Linked DNA regions of Mus musculus: region 1 is linked to region 2. A link is a contact called in public HiChIP or PLAC-seq data. All regions are on one chromosome and are shown on one strand. The core of a region is the stretch at or near the end of the contact, and the rest is flanking DNA. Distances in the headings are between cores, read along the strand shown.

The links. HiChIP or PLAC-seq counts read pairs in DNA pulled down with a chosen protein or histone mark.
Region 1: a contact with region 2 is called in an HNF4G HiChIP or PLAC-seq map of pancreatic cancer cells. The contact joins two enhancer-like sites.

The regions. Positions count from the first base shown.
Region 1 is chr10:77,212,260-77,219,100 of GRCm38.p6, reverse strand. The region is part of intron 1 of Gm35837 (a long non-coding RNA gene); the gene reads right to left. Among named protein-coding and RNA genes, the nearest start is that of Gm40704, 4.7 kb to the right of the region's middle. Within about 2 kb of position 3,335, at least 49 of the 459 cell types and tissues checked have an H3K27ac peak or open chromatin away from gene starts, as enhancers often do. A contact at or near this core is called in pancreatic cancer cells, where this site is marked.
Region 2 is chr10:77,566,072-77,572,312 of GRCm38.p6, reverse strand. No RefSeq gene overlaps it. Among named protein-coding and RNA genes, the nearest start is that of Pttg1ip, 12 kb to the left of the region's middle. Within about 2 kb of position 2,067, at least 63 of the 459 cell types and tissues checked have an H3K27ac peak or open chromatin away from gene starts, as enhancers often do. A contact at or near this core is called in pancreatic cancer cells, where this site is marked.

The sequences.
Region 1 (6,841 bases), core at 2,086-4,585, 350 kb after region 2:
TGTGGGGACCAGGAATTTGAACCCTGCTTCTTGTGTCTGCCAAGCAAGCACCCTTCCCTATTGACTTACCTCTCCTCACAAAAGATTTTGAAGACTATAAAATATTTATTAAGGTTGGTGAAGGAAGACTTAAATAAATGAAGAGATGTGCATTTTCAGGCACTAAGGGGCAAATTACAAAAATCATAATTAAAAAAAAAGATCTGTAGGTCAACGAACATTCCCAGGATGCATTTGAGTGTGTACAGCATGGGAGGAGGGGCCAGCGATGTCACAGGAGTAAGGGGAGACTCACCACCAGATGCTAAGACAGTGCACAGCTACAGATACCAGGCAGGTGACAGCACTCAGCAGAGGTGTGTTGACCAATAGACACCACAGTCCAAGTGATTCAGAGAACCCCTGTGACGCTCATGAGAAGAGGGAAGGAGAAGACAGAAAGAGCCACACCGCATGTGGCACAGAACCAGGTCCCATTGTGATGGATGAACTGATGTGAAGGGAGAGACCATGACATATTCAGCAGGGAGCACAAGGACATCGAGTATCAAGAGCTGGGGGTCTCCTGGTCTCTTAGTTAGGGTTTTACTGCTATGAACAGTCACCATGACCGAGGCAACACTTATAAATGGCAGCATTTAATTGGGGCTGGCCTACAGGTTCAGAGGTTCAGTCCAGTATCATCAAAGCGGGTACATGGCAACATTCAAGCAGGCATGAGCTGAGAGTTCTACATCTTCATCTGAAGGCTGCAGGCCTTCCAGGCAGCTAGGATGATGGTCTTAAAGCCCACACAGTGACACATTTCCTCTAACAAAGCCACACCTACTTCAACAAGGCCATACCTCCAAATAGTGCCACTTCCTGGGCCGAGCATATCCAAACCATCACAGTTAGTAAACAGGACAGTGTCCTGTCCACATAAAACTGAGGCTCGGAAACGGGTGCTCCAGAGACCTCACTGTCAGGGGAGTGAGTGGCTTGTATATACCAGGAAGTTAGCTGGGACCTCAACTGATAGAGCAAAGATTAGTGGCATCCCCCAAATAGGTAAATGAATGTCAGCTTATCTAGACAATGGGATACTGTACCACAGTTATGATGAAGGTCCCTGGGATCGGTACAAGGCGTGGTGTAGGTGCTCCTGGGCAGATGTTGGGTGTGCTGGAGACTCACACAGTGCCACAGTGAGAAAGGTAGTATTAGTTCCTGGATTCATGGGCTCCATTCATGCTCCAAACCAGACCAGTTCAAAACCCTGCTGTGTGCGTGCTGCAATTCTGCTTTAGGGTTGACGCTTGGATAGAAGCACCTCATGATCCACCCATCAGCCTCCGGGCCCTGACCACGCCTCCCCCCATGTCCACAGCAGGGGTCAGGGCAGAGTGATGGAGACTTACAGTCCCCTACATTCCTCTACTGCTTCCATGGGTGTGTGTCCCCACAGCTCTTCAAGTCCCCTGAGCCTTAAGCCCAGAACCCTGTGACCAGCTTGTGAGGCCAGGGTAGGAATCCAAAAGCCTCTGGGCCAGAGCCTCAGCCCTGTGCTAGGAGGAGCACTGGACTCTGCCCTCAGCCGAGGGCCCAGTGGATCTCTACAAGGACGTCTGTCCACAGTTCACACTCCTGCCTTGTTATCTTGTTATTCCCAGTCATTCCCAGGAAGCAAGCTTCATGAAGCTGTCAGGAATGAACTCCACAGGCCGTGCTTCCCCCTCCATGCATCCATGCGTGTGTGTGTGGGGGGGTGGTGGTGTGTGTGGGTGTGTGTGTGTGCACTCACATACATATGATCCCAGAGGCCGTCCAGCTGCCAAGATTCCTCCATCTTCCCTAATGAGCCTCTTGGGAACTCGAGAGCCCAGGGAAAGAGACATGGTCAGCTTTGTTCTTCCAATGTTTCAGATAACCAGCTGTAGGCAAAGCTCTGGAGATCACTTCTGTTCATTTCTACACTACTCAAGGGTGTGGCTCCTGAACTTGAAAATACGTGTGTACGTACATACACATATCCACATGTACATACTACATACTCAGGCCAAACGGACACATACATGCACACACACACACACACACACACACACACACACACACAGAGTCTCGTCACATACACACATACAACATGCGCATTAATTGTAGCATGAACATATATGAGCTTGCACGTGTATACACATATGCATGTTTACGTGCATGCTATGTCTGTCCGTGGCATATGTCTTTACATACACACACACACACACAAGTGTGTGCATCTATCTAGACTCCTCAAGTGTTGGGCCCAGCTTGCTCCAGAACTCACTGTTTTTAGCAATGGCAAACGGGGACCCCTGCTAACCCCAGTCTGGCCTGAGGCTTCCATCACACCTCCTGAGCTCCCCAAGGAGACGCTAGGCTAGAGTTCCCCTGACCCAGATCCTGGGGACAAGGAGGCTGCCCAAGCCTCTTCTCAGGTCCTAGAGAAGCCTGGACAGGCTTTTATTCCTCAGTCCTGTCTAATCTGTAGAGATATCAGGCTAGGATAATTTGCCTGGTGATGAATTAGTAGATAACTGCTCCAAAATGACATGGAATTTAAGGGAAGGCTCTTATCTGATGTGGAGACACCAAGAAGCAGGCTGGGAAGCCGAAGCCCTTGGAGCCTAGGATCACAGTAGACCAGGAAATGAACCAGGGCCTAGAAAGAGAGGAGACCCACTCCTCCCAAGTTCTGACTTGGTGGCTCTGGGGTGGTGGCACTTCACGTTCAGAGCCCAACATGAGAAGAAGCACTTGTTCAGGACAGGCAATAGACACAAAAGCCAGGACTCTGCAAAGAGAAGACCCAGGAGAGGCCAGCAAGGAGCCTCAGGACCCCTGAGGTCCAGCAGGGATGGGAGCACCATAGAGATCCATGAAAGTGCTGGATGCTAAGTGGCCAGAGTGTGTCAGAGTGCATCAGTGTGTGCCAGCCTGTGAGTACCTACCGAGCTGTCCATGCCTCGCAGGCAGGTCTAAGGTGGATACCTCTATCTGCTTCCCTGCAAGTTCTAAGTGAGAGGCCCTTGTTCAAGAAGTGTATCTGTCTATGTGTGGCCCTAATAGGTGGGTCTCCCAGAGCCTTAACCTACGCCCACAGATTCTGGGCAAAGAGAGGCCTGGGTGATTGGAATATTCACCCTTCCTGTGGGGCAGAGGGCTTATCTGCCCCTCCCAGGACCACTTCCTTCCTCCCACACAGATAATGCATGGAGCCTGTTCCTGGAAAGTCTGACAGCGCAGCCTCAACCTGACCTCTTTCCATACATTAGGAGGCTGCACACCCTGCTGAGTGCTGGCACCTGGGACCTACTTCCTGCCCCAGGCTGGCTGGAGTCCATGGGCTAGCCCCAAGAGCAGCCATTTGTGCTCAGACTGTGCCACAGCCCGGAGCCCTTTCTCCAACTCAGCTCCAGCTGCTGGGGAGCTACAGGCCTGCGGGCTGAGATGCTGGGATGTCAGGGCCTGATCAAAGCAGGCTGTGTGGAGGGTGCTTGAGAGATGAAAAGCCAGAGGTCTGTGCCTCAAGGGGCTTCACAGAGGAAGGACTTCTCTCAGCCCAGCTGCAGATGGGACAACTGGTCCTCTTTCGGAGGATGTGGCAATATGTATTGGTCGGTTACTGAAGTCCCTGCCTGAGTCTTTGCCATCACAGTCTTAGGATACTCAGAGCCTCCACTTCACTAGGGGGCTGACACGACCCTGATGCCTGAATTAGGTGTTAACAGAGGAGAAAACAAGAGGCAACCCAGCACCTGAACACGAACACAAAATGCTTCATAAAGTGTAAGAGAACAGGAACATAGGAAAGACCCCAGGAGTCGCTCAGCTCAAGAATGCCAGCTTCATTAACTACTGAAAAAGAATATAATTCACAATGGTGGCAAAATTATACACATATTATATGATTATATATAGATGTGCTTGTATATATGACTATATACCTGTGCTTATCTAGAATATATATAATTTATGGCTTGGGGGGATCACCACAACATGAGGAACTCTGTTAAAGAGTCACAGCATTAGGAAGGTTGCGGACCACTGCCCTAGGGAGAGGGATAAAGACAATGGACCCAAGTGCAAAGCATTGTCAAGGAACAGTGAGGTTCAGAATGGCCCCTTTTTGTTTCTGTAACTTTAATTTTCCTTTTCGTTTTAAGTTATTTTAAAACAAAGCAGTAGCGGGGGCCGGGTGTGGTAGGTTGAATAAGAAACAACCATTTCCTTCTAAGGGAAGTAGCCACATGTTCACAATCACAGCAAAGAGGCCCTGAGACCAAGTTCATGGAGGGAGCTGTTTGCCGGCAGTGTGCTGAGGCTGCATATTTTCAAAGCTGACCTTAGCTCCCTCTCGTGAAGAAGGGGGGCCAGGGCTCTCTTCCTAATCAGATGTTCTTTATGACGCAGAATTTTTGGCTTTTGGCTTTTGGTCTTTCTGTTAATGATGCTTTCTGGATGACCACTCGGGTGCCTCAGCGCACACCATTTCTCTTTCTTCTTATGGTGACTGTCACTGACACTTGTCACATATTACTCAGGAGACCTAGAGCCCCCACAATAAGCTTTGTCTGGGCACTAGAGGTCTGATTCACAAGCCAGCAGACAGAAGCCTGTCACAAACAGAAGGCATGCTGGGTATAACAGGGTACTATGGTGTCTGAGCCTTCAACCTGGGGTGTCAACACACCTGGGTAGGGAAGTGTGAAAAGAGACCTGTTTCAGATAGACAGAGAAGATAGCCAAGGACATCCTTTCTTTAGATCCCAGGACTCTCATAGAGACCTATGGAACCTGAGATTCCTGTTGTACTGGTTACATTTACGTTAACCTGACACAAGCTAGAGTCATCACAGAAGAAGAAGCCTTAGTTAAGAAAATGCCCCCATAAGATCCAGCTGTAGGCAAGCCTGTAGGACATTTTCTTAGTTAGTGCTTGATGGGAGAGGGCTCAGCCCATTGTGGAAGGAGCCATCCCTGGGCTGGTGGTCCTGGGTTCTATAAGAAGTAGGCTGAGCAAACCACGGGGAGCAAGCCAGTAAGCAGCACTCTTCCACAGCCTCTGCATGAGTTGCTGCCTCCAGGTTCCTGCCCTCCGTGAGTTCCTGTCCAGACTTCCATCAGTGATGAACTGTTATATGGAACCCTGAGTGAAATAATCCTTTCTTCCCCAAGTTACTTTGGGGATTGGTTTTTCAACACAGCCGTAGTAACCCTAAGGTACCGGGATCCTGGGGTATTGCGGTCACAGACCTGACTGTGTTGTTTTGGGGATGATCATGGAAGGGGTTTGGTGAACTTTGGTCCAGAAAAGTCACTGAGGGTTCAAAGTATGCTGAGCTCTTCTGTGGAGCTTGGGAGATAAGAATGTGGAGAGCAGGGCAGGCGACGGAGGCCTGCCTGGCTTGAGAAGTTCTGAAGGACAGTTTGAGAGCCACTTAATGACTCTCTTGAGGACATGTGCTATTTTGAGTTGAGAATCTTTGGTTCTGGTTAGTTGGGGGCTGAAAAATCTGCTGATTAATGAGACCAGAACCAATAAAACCTTTGTTTTACTGGAATAGTCCATGCTGGTCTGCTGGAACAAAAACAAACAAACAAATAAAAAATTAGCGGTAATTAAGAGACCAGTGTGGGAATGGAGTTGAACCCATGTTCAGTTCCTAGCATCTGGCAGCTCACTACTCTCTGTAACAGCAGTTCCAGGGGATCGGACACCCTCACACAGAACAGGCAGACATGCAGGCCAAACACCAGTGCACATAAAAGAAAAAGCAATCATTTACAAAGAGAAGAGGAGACCAACATCACCAACTGGGACCCCACAGTTCAAGATCTGCCCATGGTCCCTATCTTCCTGGTAGACAGAATTCCTCTTGTGAAGAGACGGGGCATCTGTGTGCTCAGGCAAGTTTGTCCCTACCTGTCCCCAGCAAAGGCCAAGTCAGAATATTTATTCTGAGCCTTCTGCCACAGAGGACTCCAAGGAGCTACAGCCAGTGTTCATGAGACCAAGTGTTAGGACAATACCATGTGCAGCTTTTGTGTGTGTGTTGGCGGGGGGGGTCGGGTCTGGTCCTGCCTCCCTGCACCTCACTGACTTTTAGTGTCCTGGTTACCCTAGAGGAATTTGACCAAGAAGGCTCAGTGCAGGTCACATGATAGTCACCCAGGTCATACTGAGAAGTTCTTGTTGCCAGCACTCTGACTGCAAGGACACCCTTGGTGAGACTTAGAAGGTCCGGGAAAGAGGTGAACGAGGCTTGGGAGTCTTTTCTCTGCCTTGGCCTCTCCATGAGACCGCAGCCCTACAGAATTCAGGTTGTGGATCACAGGTGCCTCTCTAAGAGCTTCCCTGCATATGTGATTTGACAGAAAGCACAGCACTGGCATCTATAATCATCACCACCAACTGTCCCTCACCTTAGAATCTCCCCTTGGCCCCTTACTGGGGCCCAAGCAGAGCTGAGTCTTACTCCTTTAGTAGTGTGTGGGAGTGTGTGTGTGTGTGTTGAGACTGGTTGCCATGGAAACCCCAAGCCACTGCCCCGCTGAGGGATGGATGCATTCCTAACATCTCTGTTGGTCAGAGTGGGAGACCCCTGAATGTTCCTGGCCCCAGAACCCAGCCAGGCTCTTTTGGCTTCTTGAGACTAAGGGGACAGTGAAAAGGTATTGACTCCTTTAGCTTTGAAGATGGAACCAGGGTTAGGTGGCAACCTCCTCACTGGTCCTTGGTTCCACACCCCAAGATGCCTGGCCCTCCGTGTGTCTTCTTCATAGCTGCTCCCAATACTTAGGACTTCTGCTTGCAGCCCCACTCAAT
Region 2 (6,241 bases), core at 818-3,317:
CCACAAAGGAAGGAAGAAAAACCTTCCTCTCTGTCCACAGAGTGATCTAGGTTGTTAGTTTCTCTGTGCCACTCTGATAGTTAAGAATGATGTTTGTTCTTCCAGAGGACCAAGGTTTGGCTCCCAATACCTACATGGCAGCTCACAACCTTCTGTAACTTTCCAAGAGATCTGATGCCCTTTTCTGGCTTCCACAGGCAGACTCATGATGCATATACGTGCAGGCAAAACATCCATATTCTCTCTCTCTCTCTCTCTCTCTCTCTCTCTCTCTCTCTCGCTCTCTCTGTGTATGTGTGTGTGTGTGTGTGTTGAGATTTAGTATGTTGTTATGTACTGTAGTGCTAAATTCTGGCCCTGGATGCCTCAGGAATGAGGAGATCCTCAGGTACACAAGTGATGCTATGTAACCTTGCTTCTTAATTTAAAATGGTTGGTTAATTAAAGATGCTGACAGCCTTCAGCGGGGCAGAAGAGAAGTAGGTGGAGCTTCCGTTGCTGGGTGTGAGGTCTGAGGTAGAGACCCTGGAGGGAGAGCAGAGAAGATGCCCTGGGGTATGAGGGCTGGCCTGGCAGAACGTGGCAAGTGATATCTCGGGGTTATTGACAGGGAAGTAGACAAATAGCTTCTTAGAGGGTAGATATCCGCTCAGCTGTAGTGCTGTTAAGACTTATCATAAAGCCGGGTGTGGTGGCACATGCCTTTAATCCCAGCACTCGGGAGGTAGAGGCAGGCAGATTTCTGAGTTCGAGGCCAGCATGGTCTACAAAGTGAGTTCCCGCACAGCCCCAGGGCTATACAGAGAAACCCTGTCTTGACATCCTCCCCCCCCCCAAATGACTTATCATAAATATAAAGGTTTTGTGTCTTTTATTTGGGAATTGAATGATCAAAGGTGGGGTAGAAACCCCCATTATTTTTTTTACTACAACAGTGTGTGTGTGTTTCAAGACGGGGCTCCTCTGTATAGCACTATATAGTATAGTATAGTGTATATACTCTGTATAGTACTATCTAAAACTCACTCTGAAGATCAGGCTAGTCTCAAACTCAGAGATCTGCTTGCCTCTGCCTCCTGACTGTTGGGATTAAAAACGTGCACGAGAGAGAGAGAGAGAGAGAGAGAGAGAGAGAGAGAGAGAGAGAGAGAAAGGAAGGCCTGTCCTGAGGGAGATGGCTGAATGGAATGGGTGAGACTGTTTGCTGCGCAATCATGAAGAATTGAGTTCAAATCCCCAGACCCATGCATATCAAGCCAGCTGTGCAAGGCGGCAGTACGTTGGTGAGAAGAAGCACCAAACATATATCCCATACGCACATGTGCACACACATACACACATACACATGCACATATGAACATACACACACAGAGCCCACATTCCTGCTTTAGACACATGGCAGTGAAGAAGGAGAAGGGCACCTGATGTGACCACACATATGACATCCACAGGTACCTCTTTGGGTGTTCAAGAGCTTCCATCCCAGGAATGACTCACAACATAGCCTGTGGTCCAGAAAGCACAGGCAATAAAGATGAGAGAAACAATGACCTGGAAGTCAGAGGATGCTTGCTTTCCCAAGGAGATGGTTAAAGAACTCAAGAGACACCGGTGGTGGGGTGGTGGCGCACACCTTTAATTCCAGCACTTGGGAAGCAGAGGCAGATGGATCTCTGAGCTTGAGGCCAGACACAGAATGGTGTCAGCTCGGGCAGTGTGGTAGTTGCACCCAAAAGCCACAGTAAAGTCTCTCACAGCCCAGCCCAGCCACATGGTATGGCTGCTACAGCTCAGCAGGTAAGGGAATTCTAGGCCCACATGTCAGAATTTCTGATACCTGAGTCATCTGCTGGGGATTTTCAGTTCTATTTGGTAGTATCTGTGTGACTGGTCTTTCATCAATGTGAGGACATTCCTTGGTTAGCCACAGAATTCCATTCCTACTACAGCTTGAAAAGTGGAAATTGGGACCTGTCTCCTGGCACATTTTGTCACCAGGTGCTTCTCTACCCGGCAAGCAAGCTGGGTAGGGACTTTGAACTCCCGGAGGGGAGGTTACAAGGGGTGGGGCTGGGGTCCAAGGGAGATCCAGGTCAGCAGAGCTCTGGGGCAAGGGAGGGGCTGTGCCCTGGGACAAAACCCAATCGGCTGGCTGGATTAAGCAAGAATGAAGAACCTGTTTCTCTGGTATTCGGGATGGCCTTGATGGGGCTGTGAGGGGTTGTTTGCTTCACTGGTTTGGGACCTGGTTTACACTTGGGTCCTTTAGGGCTCAGGAATTCAGAAAACTTGGTTCTCATCACAATCCTTCTGGGAGCCAGGCATCCAACGATTCCTGAACCTATGTATTTAGAACTATTTATTTTTACTTTATTATTTATAGGTGTGTGTAGGGCAATGGGCTACACACAGACAGCCTGGTTTCCAGCTGAGCCTAGGTCTTGAACCCTGGTGGTACCCGAGGGGTGGTAATTCCCACCCACATGGGACGGAAGATGTTCGATCATGTCTCCTGGACCCCTGACTCCTGTCGAAGTTACCGCCCCCACAGCCCCCACAGGAGAGGCATGTGGCTTCTAGCACATAGACAAAGTCCCAAGTTTCTGGCATTCTGGCTAGACTCCGCCCCACAGTTACCTAGCAACAGCAAGATAGCCAAGCCCACTATAAGAGGGTCTGCTTGGCCCCTCCTCACTCTCTTAAGCTTTCACCTTTCTTACTCTCTAGCTCTCTTCCTCTCTTCCCCCTTCTCTCCACGTGGGCATGGCCAGTCTCTCCCTTTCTCTTTCTACCTTCTCTCCTGTCTCCCTGCCTTTCTACAATAAAGCTCTAAAACCATAGACTATCTCTGACCGTCAAGGCCTGCCGTGCTTAAACGATGGGTTAAGCTTTCTCCTGACAAGCCTTGTCTAACCTCTCCACAGAAGGCCTTCTTATGCTGCAGCCACAGACCAGACTAAGGACTCTCGCCTGCATGGGAATCACCCAGTGCCCCCCTCTCTCCCTCCCTTAAATCCTGGGCTAAGTGCTGCCCCAGGGCCCCTATTCTGTTCTCAGCTCCTCTGCCATATCTCAGCTGGAGGCTGAGAACCTGGTACCGGGGGCTGCCCCTTGTCCACCACCTGCCCTGTGGGGGTCAGTGGCTTGATACATTCAGATGCCCACTTGGGGCCGTGTGGAAAGCGTGCGTAGTCCTCCCACGTCTGCCTGCCCAGAGCACCGGAACTCTGCGGGACGCGGACACTTTCCTACTCCCCTCTTCCCCTCCACCCACGGTCCCACAGGTGTGCATGCTTTGTGAGAGTATGCATCAGTGTGGAGGTCATGCCAGGAATCAGAAGAGGGAGACAGATTCCTCCCCCGTCCCATCTCCCCCTTCAGCTGGAGTTGTGAGCCTCCTAATGTGCTGGTCCTCTGGTAGGGTAAAAGATACTCTCAGTCACTGAAACATCTCTGTACCTATACTTTCAACAAGATGGAAGATGTCACTTGTTCAAGGTGCTGGATATGGACCCAGGCTTAGAGTTTCACTTCAGTTAAGTCCAAAGTGGCCCCCAGGCTCCGCCCCATAGTTACCTGGCAACAGCCAGGTGTGCCTGACTCACTATAAAAGGGGCTGCTTGCCTCCTCCTCTCTCTCTTGCTCTTTTGCTCTTCTTGCTCTCTTCCTTTGCTCCTGTACCCTTATCCTCTTCCCACTCCCCTCCTCCTCTCTCTTCACGTGTTCATGGCCAGCCTCTACTCCACTCCTCTCCTCTCTCTCCTCTCCTCTCCTCTCCTCTCCTCTCCTCTCCTCTCCTCTCCTCTCCTCTCTCTCTCTCTCCCTCTCTCTCTCTCCTCTCTCTTTCTCTCCCTCCCTCCACCCTCCCATTCAGTCTCTACTACCCTCTCAACTCCCCTCCCCATGCCCTGAATAAACTCTATTCTGACTATACTATAGCTGGCTTCTCAGGGGGAAGAGATGCCTCCGCATGGGCCCAGGGAAGCACCCCTTCCCCCACACCATACCATAGCTCCTCCACCAAACTCCCCCTTCTTCTCCTTATCTTTGTATAAAACACAAAACAAAAGTCAGTGTTGATGACAATCTCCTAAACAGAAGGACTTTGGCTGGGTAAACTGAAGCCTAGATGTAGGTTTCTGTTTACCAGGAACCTTCCTTAAACCAACCCTTGGGCAAGGTCATCTAGTTCCGGGTCATTCCCACAGCCTGTAACAGCTCATAGATCCCCCACCCTGTTAACAAATGAAATATGTTTGCTTTTCTGCCAATGGGTTTCTCTCTGTCAGCCCCACCTCTACCCCAGATACCCTTTGCAAAAATTCCATCCCCACTAAACCTTTATTTCTCCCCATGGCATGGTAAGTGCTTTCACTGAGCTCTTGCTGACAACTTCCTCCCCGTGGCTCAGCCTACTGCCACTGTGCCATGTAGATGCTAGGGACCAAGCCCAGGTCTTCTGCAGGAGCATCAAGCATTCTTTTTTTTTTTTTTTTTTTTTTTTTGAGACAGAGTTTCTCTGTGTAGCCTTGGCTGTCATGGAACTCACTCTGTAACCAGGCTGGCCTTGAACTCAGAAATCCGCCTGCCTCTGCCTCCCAAGTGCTGGGATTAAAGGCGTGCACCACCATGCCTGCGCATCAAGCATTCTTAACTGCTGAACCATCTCTCTGGCCCCTACTTAATTTTCTTCTAATTTTTTGGATTAATAAGACAAAGTCAGATTCTTTTCCTGAATATAGAAGGGCATGGCTTCATTAAGAAGGATAAAAATTAATCTTTGGTGACTACTTCAAATACACTTATTTGGAAGTAAAGCATGTCTCAATTTGTTCTTTCTGCTCTAACAAAATACCTGAGGCTGGACCACTTATGTGTGACACAAACCCATTACCCACGGGTCTAGAATCAAGATACTAGGAGATTCGGTAACTGCTGAGGATTGGCTCATCTTGCAAGACAGCTCTCACAAGCTTCCTCAGGTCTAATTCTACCGTGAGATTTTGGTCCTTCTACTTCTCAAAGGCCCCACTCCCTTCCACTATTGCACTTTGTTATGAGTTCCACCACGTGAAGCAGAGAGAGACATCAGTATTCAAACAGCACCACAGGGTGAGTTCTCTGGCAAGAGGTGATAGTGTGGTACTCAAGGGTAGCCAGAGCAGGGAGGACCTCCCGGTAGAATCGGGGAACCAAAGACTGGCCGGCCACCCAGCCAACTACACTCGCAATGATGGCAAGGGAGTTGTTAAGCCCGTCAGAGGGGGATCGTTGCCTTGGCTGAGGTAGATCTCCCCCATAAGGAGTGAGTATTGTCCAGGAAATGTTCCAAAGCGTCTGGGAGTACAGGCTGACCGCTCGGGTGGGACTGGCCAGGGCTTTCCTTCTGCCATGGCAGGAAAAGCTTCTACCAGACGGTAGACAGCAGCAAGCTCTGCCAGCAGGTGGCGCTAGACAAGGGGCCCTGCAGCTGTGCCTTGGTCCTGACTCTAAAATAACTACCAAGCAGGCCTCCCCAGCGGACTGAGTTCTCTGAGTTCTGGGGATCTCCTTGAAGTCAGAGGAGATCGACTGTGTCATTCATTCTGCCTGAAATGCATCATTTGCTTTTTTGAGTGAATGGAATGTTTTTCATCAACAGTTTTCTCTGGACTTTGAACAATTATAGTCGTAAGAAAAGGGCAAAGTATCATTTTACACAGGGAAGTGCTCTGACACACACCTAGCACTTTGTCGGGCACACTTCACTCGTGTACATGTGCATTTTTGAACATGAGTGAGCGTGCCTCTGTCTAAAAGTGAGAACACTTGAGGAGTTCTCTGGCCACACCTAGCCCTTCCTACTCTCAGGCTCGGGCATGAGGCTGGGTGCTATGGTTTGGAAATGGAGTGTCCCTCTACAGAAGCTCCAATACTGGAGCCTTGGTGCTTAGCTAGTGGTACTATTTAGGGAGGTTGAACTTCAAGAGGTAGAACTTAGCTGGAAGAAATAGGTCCTTGGGGGTCTGTCCTTGGGCTAGCTTCTTGCTGGCCACATCCCGTCTTGTCTCTGCTTTTTGACAGCCATGAGGTATGCAGTTTGGAGAGTATGCTCCCACTGACAGAATGCTCTGAGGATGTGGGGCCAAGCAACCTGACACCATGAGGCCAAACAAATATTGCCAGAAAAAAAGAGCTACCTAGTATGCTCAGTCATAATTCTTAGAGACCCAGGGACATCATAATCACTGGACACAATTTG